Linked DNA regions of Zea mays: all the other regions are linked to region 4. A link is a contact called in public Hi-C data. All regions are on one chromosome and are shown on one strand. The core of a region is the stretch at or near the end of the contact, and the rest is flanking DNA. Distances in the headings are between cores, read along the strand shown. Region 1 holds the start of LOC100282064 (RS21-C6 protein). Region 2 overlaps LOC100284415. Region 3 holds the start of LOC103627157 (40S ribosomal protein S27). Region 4 holds the start of LOC100502245 (Polyadenylate-binding protein-interacting protein 3).

Evidence for each region. A called contact is a pair of places that touch in the nucleus more often than the background predicts.
Region 1: a Hi-C map of leaf shows a contact between it and region 4, with 4 times the contacts expected there. The contact joins the promoter of LOC100282064 here to the promoter of LOC100502245 in region 4. A contact is called at or near these places in 8 of 25 Hi-C or Micro-C datasets (bundle sheath, ear, endosperm and 3 more).
Region 2: a Hi-C map of leaf shows a contact between it and region 4, with 5 times the contacts expected there. The contact joins the enhancer-like site here to the promoter of LOC100502245 in region 4. A contact is called at or near these places in 3 of 25 Hi-C or Micro-C datasets (ear, leaf and tassel).
Region 3: a Hi-C map of ear shows a contact between it and region 4, with 1.8 times the contacts expected there. The contact joins the promoter of LOC103627157 here to the promoter of LOC100502245 in region 4. A contact is called at or near these places in 5 of 25 Hi-C or Micro-C datasets (ear, endosperm, leaf and 1 more).

The regions. Positions count from the first base shown.
Region 1 is chr5:164,018,090-164,020,973 of Zm-B73-REFERENCE-NAM-5.0, forward strand. It overlaps LOC100282064 (RS21-C6 protein), which reads right to left and starts at 1,270. Exons shown (of 2, transcript NM_001154977.2): 1 at 963-1,270. The coding sequence starts at 1,157.
Region 2 is chr5:164,380,332-164,383,235 of Zm-B73-REFERENCE-NAM-5.0, forward strand. It overlaps LOC100284415, which reads right to left. Exons shown (of 2, transcript NM_001157310.2): 2 at 1,683-2,863. The coding sequence ends at 1,754. Among protein-coding and RNA genes, the nearest start is that of LOC100284415, 4.3 kb to the right of the region's middle. Within about 2 kb of position 1,335, at least 18 of the 20 cell types and tissues checked have an H3K27ac peak or open chromatin away from gene starts, as enhancers often do. A contact at or near this core is called in ear, leaf and tassel, where this site is marked.
Region 3 is chr5:163,942,078-163,944,941 of Zm-B73-REFERENCE-NAM-5.0, forward strand. LOC103627157 (40S ribosomal protein S27) reads left to right here and starts at 1,486. Exons shown (of 4, transcript XM_008647462.1): 1 at 1,486-1,651; 2 at 1,756-1,857; 3 at 1,981-2,009. The coding sequence starts at 1,649. LOC100276742 (Os02g0478550-like protein) reads left to right here. Exons shown (of 5, transcript NM_001150458.2): 4 at 276-378; 5 at 589-1,225. The coding sequence ends at 905.
Region 4 is chr5:164,188,642-164,191,341 of Zm-B73-REFERENCE-NAM-5.0, forward strand. It overlaps LOC100502245 (Polyadenylate-binding protein-interacting protein 3), which reads right to left and starts at 1,257. Exons shown (of 15, transcript XM_008646000.4): 1 at 826-1,257. LOC111589480 (U2 spliceosomal RNA) reads left to right here; the gene lies at 1-49.

The sequences.
Region 1 (2,884 bases), core at 20-2,519, 170 kb before region 4:
CGAAGAACACAACATATTCATCCTCACATATCCATGTACAACATATAAATGAAATATGAGTAGCCATTAGACATATAACATCTATAATTTCGGCAGATGCAACACACCTTAAACAACAGGAGCTGCAAATCCCAGGTCATAGAACCAAATTATTTCTACAGACAGTATCCCCATGTGCACAACAAGGTTTGAAACATTCTGGACCATTGGTCCATACATGCCAGCATTGAATGTGAAGCAATGTAGCATCTCACTCTTCCCCCCCTCAAAAAGGACCGCACCCCACTCTTTTCCCTTCAAAAAGGACTGCACCTCGCTGTTCGGACCGTACAGATGCACATTGTAGCCACTACGAATACAGTCTTCCCTGTGACAATATCAGTAGTAGCATTTGATTTGATCACCCGTGTTTTCATCAAATAACAAATGTCATCTTACATAGTCCTACGATCTTGAACTATTCGAAGAGACGGGTTCCTGAGTGCCTTTCCCTTTGTACTACCCTCTTTCTCCCCCGTGTTCCCCACGAGCGAAACCACACGCATCGTGTGAGATTTTGACCAAGCCAACTGCAGGCAACAGGACAGAAGCGCAGATTCTGTCCATCAGCCTCGCAAGTCGCAATGCGGTAGTAGTACTGAAAGAAAGAGAACAAAAAGTGGCGAACCTGACAGCTACGGGGGTCGGGTCGGGTGGACAGACTGATTACTGAAGGACGACAAGGCTTTTCTGCACCCAATCATTCTCGTTTCTCTGGACAAGAACTGGACCGCCTATACAAACCCCATATCGCCATTTTTTTGTGGAAAAAAAATATATATCTCGGCGCAGCAGATACGAAGAACTCTCACGACACCCCAAATTAATATAAGTCGCCAAATGAAATTAGAGCGATGTTCTCCGAAATTGGCCGTGAATATCGCAAGTGAATAGAGTAGAGAAGAGGAGTGGAGCAGCCGAACCAGGGCGAGAAGGAGGTTCCTAGGGGAGTGGAACTGCTCCCAGTCCCGCTCCGTCGCGAAGTCCGCCATCCGCTTCCGCAGCGTCTCCAGGCTCACAGCTGCCGCCGCCGCCGCCGTCGTCCTCACCTCGCCATCGCGAACATTGCCGCCCTTCTCCTCCCTCTCCATGCTCACCTCCTCCTCCGCAACGTTCATCTCCGCCCTAGACTTGAGATTTAATTTTGTTTTCTAATTCCTCCTCGGCCGTGGGGGACCTAGTAGCACTAGTTATTATGGAGGAAGTGAATAGGTCAATGCGGCGAGGAAGAGAGAGGGAAGAGGGCAGGAGGCTATAAATAGGGGGAGGCTGGGAACAGTCATCACTGGGGCTGTGGCCAGCACAGTACAAGTTTCTTTATTTGGCAACGCGTGGGGTTCATATCTGGGCCGGCCCGCCCGCAACGGAACGGACAATAGAGATCATGGGCCGTCCGCGCGCTATTTCCTTTCTGCTGTGCTGGGAGAAAATACTGTTCATCATGAGAGAAAAACGATATTTTCTTAAAAAATACTATTCAGATCACTTTTTTTAAAAAAACTTTTACAAACATATGGAGTATTATTAATATTGTTTTATGTATTACAGCAACTTACATAATACAATATCAATCCCTAGAATATATTCCCTTCGTTCTAAATATCTAAATTATAAGACGATTGACATAGGTTTAGATATATACTATACTATGTCTAAATAGATAACAAAAGCAATGTATCTAAAAAACGAAACATCTTATTATTTAAAATAGAAAGGGATAAGTTTGTTCACAAATGCTAGTCTAATTCCTAAACCTCTTGCAAGAATATGATCGGGGTGATTGATCTTTTTTGAATAAGGAGCTATAAAAGTGGAAATATAGTTGGTTTGAAATCGGCTTAGCATCTCGACAGACAGGGAGAAAAGAGGTGGAAAATAGGTGTTAAGAAAAATACCATGGAATGATGTTAGCATATACTAGCCAGTTATCCGTGCTTTGCTACTGTTGTTATATATCATATAAATATATATTGAGATATTTATTCAAATATAATTATTGTTCATTTCTAAACACTAAGATATGTATGGTCTGGTGGTTAGCCCTAAATTTCTGGATCAGGGAGCGTGGGTTTGAGTGCTTGCTTTGCACTATTTTTTGCGCGGTGTGGTAGCTGCGCGGACGGGGCAGACGCAGTAGTTGGCTGCGCGGGCGCTGGGGATCCATAGGGCTCTAGCTAAGAGAGCAGGCCCGCTGGGCGTGGTGCCCACAGGGCACAACACGAGGCGGGGCGCGTGGGGCGAGAGAACCGGTCAGGGCGGGTCCAGAGTGTCAGCGCAGTGGCTGAAGCCGTGGTAGCACCAGACGCCTACATTAGGTTCTTAATATAGTAGTATAGAAGCCCACTATAGTATCATTAATTCATTATAGCTTCATTATGATATTTTGATAGAGTCGACGTTGAAAGTCGCATAGAGGGGATGAATAGGCGAAACCTAAAATTTAACTTAAAACAATCGAAAACTTGATCTAAGATATGTAATCTTGAATGATAGAGCAAGATGGTTAGTCCGAGAATTAGCTAAGTTCAATACTTCTATTGTTGTAAAGAAGATTGTAGAATTTAGACTTAGCAACAATACGAAACAATAAGAACTTAGGGAGGAGAGAAAAATATCGAATGGAAAATACAAATCAAGAGGGAGACGGTGATTTGTTACCGGAGTTAGGTTTTACAAAGAAACCTACGTCTCCGTTGAGGAGTTCACTAAGGACCGGGTCTCTCTCAACCCTTTCCTTGCTCAAAAGATCATAAAGATCGAACTTGAGTCCTCTTTTCTTTTCTTAATAAGTTCAAGGCTCTCCACACACTTGGAGGCTCTTGATCACTTTTACAATCTCAATGGG
Region 2 (2,904 bases), core at 85-2,584, 190 kb after region 4:
AATCCACCCGATCCAGAACCCGCGCACGATCGGGTGCACACGATTTTTACGCCGTAATTTTAGGCTCCGTTTGCTGTTACAAAACAGATATAGGAATTACGCTAAATTTCGTACTCATTTACGCTATTTTAGCTCACGTTTTACGCTGGAATCCGCCTGAGCCAGAACCCGCGCACGATCGGCTGCATGCGATTTTTACGCCGTAATTTTAGGCCCCGTTTGCTGTTACAAAACAGATATAAGATTTACGCTAAATTTCGTACTCATTTACGCTGTTTTAGGTCACGTTTTACGCTGCAATCCGCTCGAGCCAGAACCAGATCGAGCGCGCGTAGATATACCTGACTGGGGCTTCCCATACTAATGGAAGCCCAGGGCTCCCATTACCATCACCCTATATATATATATATATATATATATATATATATATATATATATATATATATATATATATATATATATATATATATATATATATATATATATATATATATATATATATATATATATATATATATATATATATATATATATATATATATATATCGCCACTCGTTTAATTAAAAGTTAAAACGATTACTACTTTAAAACAGAGGGAGTATAATAGTTGATACCGAACGTTTCGACTCCAACATAATCAATACCGGTTGTAACGTCTGTGGGTCGATATGATGCAATGTAAGACGTAGGTATGCACGTACGATGCACCCCAGTCTGAGAAGGAAGATGAAGTGCATGATCCCTACCCTTCTCTGAAACATCATCGTCTACAAGTGGGGCCAGCTATGAAGGACAGTGTGAATCAAGGTATGTTTCACGGCTACAAACGGACAGCAGTTTGAGATGTGGCTTCATTCCTGTTGGCATGTTAGTGTTAGGTAAACTCTCTCACTCTAGAGAGACGCAATTTAAAGACAGTCCGTTATTACGACGCCGACTTCGCCGAATCTGCGGTGTGACTCAGGGATCGCCCTGATAGTCAATGCGACGACGATGCCTGAACATGTGTATACATACATTTACTAGACCATAATGCATATAATACAAATAACACACTCCTTTCTTTTCCTCGATATCCTCTTTGCACCTATACTATCCCCAACAGATTACTCATCTTATCTCACCTCCACCTCCTTTTTTTTAAAAAAAAAAAACTTCACTCTGGAACAGTCTATAATACAAAACGACTGTATGCACAATGAGCCCAATCCCAGACAACCGAGTGCTGGTTATCTCGAAAGCCGGAGAAAGACCTGAAAGGGACTTGCAATATGTACAAGTCAGCAGATTAGGTATCTGATTCCACAACGCGTGAAGCATACGTCTCAGCGACCCGTCTGTAGCAGCACGGGGGAATGTTGACTCATCTCAACAGAAAAAAGGTACCACAGGAAACACCACCCATATAATGTGACCAAACAAACAAAAATAAAAATCCATATACGGCACCAGATACGCATCAGGACCATGTGCATGCAAAGACCCTGAAGAAACATATCAAGTGCAAATTTCAGACGAACAAGAACGTTCCAGAGGGGGAAACCACCACCACTTACTCCGCGAGACGGAAAAAAAATGTACCCTCATATATGTACCAAACCACAGAGACCAAGAGTATAGAGCTATATACGCAGGCTGAAATATATATATATATATATATATATATATATACAGCGCGAAAGCAACGAGCAGTCCAACACAACACACACCACCCTTATTCCCCCCCTGATCACACACAGCCACGGCGGCAGCACTAGCAGGAGTAGTGCGGGTGGTGCATGGACCTCTTCATCTTGTCGAGGATCCCGGCGGCCTTGCGCCGCGCCCTCGACGTGCCGTTCCGCGCGAGCCAGCCCAGGGACCCGTTCAGCTTCTCGTGCTCGGCGACCTCCCGCAGCCTGGTGCGGTCGTACACGCAGACCGCGAAGAGCACGGCCGCCGCGTTCTCCTTGTTGCGCTTGCACGGGTCGTCCTTCACGACGTGGAGCATGGAGGCCACGCCGCCCGTCTCGCCGACCTCCTCCACCGCCTCGTGGTCGCCCGACAGCAGCGCGAGGACGGCCAGAGACTCGTCCACCAGCGAGCCGGAGCCAGAGCCGTCCCCGGCGCAGGCGACGGCCCTCAGCGTCACGTCGACGGCCCCGCTCTTGGTGGCCCGCGACTTGTTCTCGTGCAGCGTGCACAGGTTGAAGATGGCCGAGGCCGCGTCTTTCCTCGCTGCCGTGCTGCCGTGCTCGAGGAGCTCCACCAGCGGCCTCATCGCGCCGAGCTCGCCGATCCTCGCCTTGTTGCCGTCCAGCGCGGATAGGCTGAAGATGGCGGCGGCGGCGTTGCTCCGGGCCTCCATGGTTCCTGACTGTAAGGCCTTGATCAGGAACGGGACTGCCAGTGGGTCGTCTCCAATGATCTTCTTGTTGCTCTCGTGGATAGAGAGATTAAGGATAGCTGTCACCGTATCCTCCACAACTTCTGCACTGTTTTCTAGCTCTGGGCTGGACGCTACGGAAATCATCTGCGAGATTGAATCCGGTCTCTCTCCTATCGCTGCTCTTAGTGAACTGTTGCACTTAGTCCGCAGCCTGAGCTCTTTAATGGCTTCCCTCTGCTCAGACAGGTCTGACGACGACGATACGATCCTCTCAAACAGTTTACGAAATGTCTCCCGCTCATTGTTTGTAACCAGATCTTCATCTTGGTTCTCAACCGGTGGCAGAGTGATCCCGTTGTCTGTGCACCACTGTGAGATCATGCTTCTCACAAGGTGGTTCGGGGTGATAATTGTGTTCGAAAGGACTTGTTGAGTCTGTGGGCATGTCCGGTTTCCAGCGCTTAACCATTCTTGAATGAAACGACGATCATACGTCTGCACAAGGAGTAGAATAGTTATGCCAAGCTCATGCCACA
Region 3 (2,864 bases), core at 236-2,735, 250 kb before region 4:
TTGACCATACTGACATATACATGCATCTTCCTGAATACGAGGACAGTTATTGCCGCTGAAGAAACAACCTTTGGCACATTGTTGCACTGTATTTATATGAGGATTACCTAGTTAGAATTATCGATTAAGTACTTGGGATGCAAGTGATATGATCTCATCTAATGGCAGAGTGACCTAATTTAGCTAGTTGATCTCATATTTGATTGCTACAATAGATCAACTAGCTAGTTACTGGCAACTATCAAAACATTGTGAACAATGGGTTTGTACTGCAGGACCTTGGCTTCGGGGTGAACAAACGAGGTGAAACGTGGGAAAGGGTTACTCAAATTCGTGACAAATTTGAATATGACAGAGAAAGGAGAATGAGAGAACGAGGTAAGTTCATATTTGTTTGTACCAGATGTTTTTTTTTTCGTTGATGATGTTTTTGTCTTCAAGGTTATACACATAAAATTTAAATGAATGATATGAGGTATTGTTTCTTGCAATAAATGACAGCTCACTCCTTTTGACAACTCATCAAAATATACTGTTATAGATAGTTCTGCATGTTAAGTTCTTGTAATATCTCCCTGTTTCTTGCAGCATTTGCTCCCATGAACACTGAGAACAATTATGCTCGGCGTGACCCAAGATTTAGAAGCCAGGATGATTCAAGTTTTGCTCATACGAACATGAGTGATGATTTTGGCTTGCATGTTCAAACTTTTGGAAACCGTTCTGATCAAAGTTATGAAAATGAGTCAAATTTCAGGAATAAGCGTGATTCAAGTTTCCAACATGAACCAAGTGACAGAAACCAGCGTAATTTAAATATCCAAAACGAACCAAGTTTCAGAAACCACCGATATCCAGATTTCCAAAACCAAGGTGGCACAAGAAGTCAGACATTTGATGAGTAGAGGGTGAAAAAAAAGTGGCTACTGATTTGCTGGCAACGTGAGCATGCTGGTTTTGCTGATTTCTGTGGTGGCTCGTATGAGATGTTGTAATTTATTCTAAAATGATTGGTGTAAGAAATTATCTCTTGTGGTAGCTGGTTGCAACAAAATAGAAAGGAAGAGATCTGCTGTTATAATCTTGTAATATACGTTGGCTACTTACTAAGCCAAAAACCGTAGGCATTGGATTTTGGGCTTGCACGTTGCTGAGCAAGTTAAAAGTTGGAATAATGAGGCTAATTTCCAAATCTGCCTTTGCAAAAAGAATGCAGGTTGCTCCTAACGTATCTCAACAAACTTATTTTCTGCTTGCATTTGAAATGCGCATTTGTTTATTTCTTTAGGTTCACCGGCAACAATGGTAGTGGATTCGATTTGATCGTCGTGTCGTGTTTAGATTTTTTTATTTTGTTTTATAAAGCAACGTTTCTAGTTCTCCCACAAATGGGCCCAATTCAGCTACAGAGACAAGCCCAATTGAGCTACAGAGACAAGCCGAATAATCTAGGCCCACTGTGTGCAATGCGGTGTGGTTCACTGCGAAGATATAATGATGAGCCAGCAGGTTGGACGGTCGAGATTCTCCAAATCCTAGTAGCCGACTAGCCGTCCGCGCAAAACCCTCCCTGCTCAGACTCGTCTGCTGCAGCTCCTCCTCCGCCGCCGTATCAAACGCACTCTCCTCCGCCGCCGCCCGAGGCAAGATGGTAAGCTCTAATCCCCTCATCTTCAGCTTACTCAAGATCCGAATTTGTTGCGCCGCTCATCGCCATCGTGCTCGATCGGATCCTGAGATTGATTGGTTGCGCAGGTTCTCCAGAACGACATCGACCTTCTGAACCCGCCGGCAGAGCTCGAGAAACTCAAGCACAAGAAGAAGCGCCTCGTCCAATCCCCCAACTCCTTCTTCATGGTACTTGTTCTTATCCCTAATATTCTCCCGTATCTGTGGTGGGTGTAAACTAGGCCGTTTTCCGTTCACCTTTTCTCTATCCCCCATGTGTTAATTGTGAAAAATATTATTTTTGTGTTGCAGGATGTCAAGTGCCAGGGATGCTTCAGCATGTAAGTTTTCCTACCGCTCATATTTCATCCAAGGGTTGGATTTGTCTGCATCTCGTCATTGATTAATTGTGGTTTACCATTGAACCTGGCCGGTGCATGTGTTTGGCCTAAAGCCCTAAACTGAGGTTCTTTTGAACTGAAATATTTTTCCTGTTAGTAAATAATTTATCCGAGTGTAGCTATTATCACAGTCACAGTGATGGGTGAAGGCTAATATGTTACTGATACATTGGGACAAAGAAGACTAGCCTGTTAGTAAGCTGTTGTTAGATGCTTTGTATTTATTGTTGCACGGCGATCCATATTATGAAGTTATCTTGTTTGACCTCCAAGATGATTATGTGTAATTTTGCATAGTCTATAGTAGCAACTTTCTACAAGTTAAGGTATTAAGTAGAGTTTGAGACAATGTTTGTAAAAGCTGTTAATAGCCTGTTACTGGTCCAATTCTATTTTTTTTGCTTATTTGTTTGTACGTCAATGTTGAATACATATTATGGAGTTGGACTGTTTGGCCTGCAAAATGTTTTTCTGCAGTTTTACAGCCTTTTTACCTTACATGGTTAGTGTATAGTAGTAACTTTCTACAAGTTAAGGTATTATTTAGAGTTTTGGGAAGCTGTTTATAAAGTTTCCTTATCTTTTCTTGGTAGCTGATTTCTTCATCTTTGGTCACCAGCTGGTAGCTGTCGTGTTAATTGGAGCAACATTTTATTTTTCTTGGTCATTAACAATTTGTTGAAATTGACTTTGTGAGTTATAGAATGTAACTAGCGAAACCCTCAGTAGTTTATTATCACCATTATCGCTTGCTCCCAGTGTACTCATTTCTTTCCATTTGGTATTTGAGAAGTG
Region 4 (2,700 bases), core at 7-2,506:
ATTAATGTTCGCTCCGAAGTGAACTACAGCAAACTTGAAGTATCTTTCCACGTGCTGTGTGAAAGAAAATATATGGATGGTAACATATGAGCAGACACATTTGCAGGAGCTCCTTTCATGTACTCCAAATCATTATGTTAGTACATAAACTGATCCATTCACAGGGAGTAATCATGGAATGTGATTGTGTAAGATGTTGAAAACAACTGGATCGTATGAGACTACATAAGATTTCATAAGACTAAGACCATTCATGTCATCTTATTGGATTTACCAGATGCAACATCATGTCAGCACGTTAAACACAAGCAACCAGATACTGATTCCAATAGCCTGATTGCTAGTATGATAGAGTAGGATTAGCAAGATGCAAAATCATTATATCACTTGAAATTTGGCACAGGTAGAGCTGCCCTCGTCATGGTAGCCGCTAGTTGGATAGTTAAACTACTTAGCCAAAACAAAGGATGGAAAACTACAAACAAAATATGGAAAACCACATTAAAATAAGAATGAGTTGCTATAAGCGCCTGACATATGCAAAGATTCGAGGCATGATACAATAAGCACATGAAATGGCAGGATCTCGTCACTGTGATCCCGGCAGCAGCTAGAAAACAAAATCCACGCAGAGCAACGGCTCCACCCCAGCTTTCCATCAGCCCACGCACCTCCAATCTCAGAGATCTAATCCATCGCACCTCGGTCTACGATCTCGAGCAGGCGACCGAGCGCGGATACACGCACCGCCCGTCTCGAATCCTGATCCAACAGAAGGAGCAGAGAGGAGGGAAGAGAGGCCCCACACGAAGGACGGTAAGCTACCTGCTCCGTCGGAGTCCTAGGGTTACGGTGCCGGCCGGATCGCCGCCGGGGACGGGCGTACGAGTCGAGGGCCTGCGGTAGCGAGCCGACGCGTGAACCGAGTGTGGAGCAGGGGGGCAGGGGAGAGAGACGCAGCCACCGGGACCCTGCTCCTGACGACGAAGGCGCGGCGGCGGCGGCGGCGGCGGCGGCGGGAGGTGGGGTCAGGCTGGGGTTGGGTCGCCGAGACAGCCGCTGTCGGAAGGCGGAAGGAAATCCGAATGAATCGGGACAGGCCGTGAGATGCGACGGCGTGAGGTGTTAGTTTTTCCTTGCCGGGTTCGGGCTTCGGCGGGCGGGCCGGTCCGCGGGTACGCCGCGTGGGCGGGCTGAGCCTGCGCTGGAGCTGCTCGTGAAAGCCGCGCGCCAGCTGCAAAGCGGTAGCCGACCAGTGACCACGCCACGGGCTTGGCCTTGGTGGGTTGGTGCCACCGTGACCGTGGGCTGTGGACGCTATTTCTTGTCCCCCCCTCCCTTTTCTTCCTTTTCTGTAAACGTCCTCCATTTCCGTTTCTCCAACATCTCCATTTTAAAATAAATACAGTTCTTGTTTGTTTATGGATTAAATGTTTTATATTTAACAAAATATATATAAATTAAATATGTTCTTAAATTTCTTTAGAGAGATAAATGTTATTAATATTTTATGTAAACCTGGTCGATCTTTAAAAAAAGTTTAATCAACACAAAACTTGTTGTGACACTTATTTTAAGACAAATATATATATATATATATATATAAGGGCCTGTTTGGCATGGCTCCAGAGCAAAACTCCAAGGAGGAGCTGGCCAGAGCATGCCAAACACCCTAACTCCAGAGTTGTAAACTCTATGGAGTTTTTGGAGCTGTAGTACAATTTTTTGGAGTACCTCTTTTGCTGCTCTGAAAACTCCAAAAAAGCAACCTAGTCATGGAGTTTTGAGTTATTTACCCGCCATTGCCACTAGTTATGAGAAACAATCTAAACTATGGAGCAGAGCTGCTCCACCCAGAGTTTTAGAGTAGAGCTGCTCTGGGGTGGAGCAGAGCCATGCCAAACACACCCTAAGTATCACTTAGATGATTTTAGAATCCCTTTGGCTTGTAGATTTTGATTTGGATGAGCTGATTTGTGCTCAATCAGAAACAATTGCCATGTTTGGTGGTAAGGAATTTGCTGAAATAGAAACTCGATAGTAACTTGTAACTGATGTTTGATTCGACGCTTTGAGAATCCCATATATTTGCATACGTACCTATAGGAGAAAGACAATAATGAAGATTGACTACATACTTGTCTCCACAAGTTGCATCTTAATACGGACATAATAAGGGTGTGTTTGGTTTCCACTTCCTAAACTTTAGTCACTTTAGTCCATGAAATATCAAACAGGATAAATAAAAATAGGTCTTCTAAATAAAATTTCTAGGAACTAAAGTTTAGAAGAGTGGCTAAAGAAATCAAACACTCTATAAATCAAACTTGTTAACCAAAGCTAATAAAAGACAGTCAAGTCTATTTTGCTTATCCCATATGAAAAGGAATAAGCATATGTGATTCGGTATGGTTAAGGGTTTAATGGTATTTAGGGTTGAAAATGGACGGGTAAAATCTCGTTTCGGCATATCGTTTTCTATATTTAACCCGTTTGTTTTCATATTTGCGAGAAAAATCGGAACGGAACGGAAACCGAGATGGAACTCGTTTTTAGCCGGGTTTAACTTGTATTTGTCCTATATTTGACAAGTTCAAGATCAGACCAATAAGCATTTATATGTTATCTAAACCCTCGTAGCCATTGGCTCTTCTCAATAGCAATTGGCCTAAAGTATCAAACAACACTGATCATAACTAT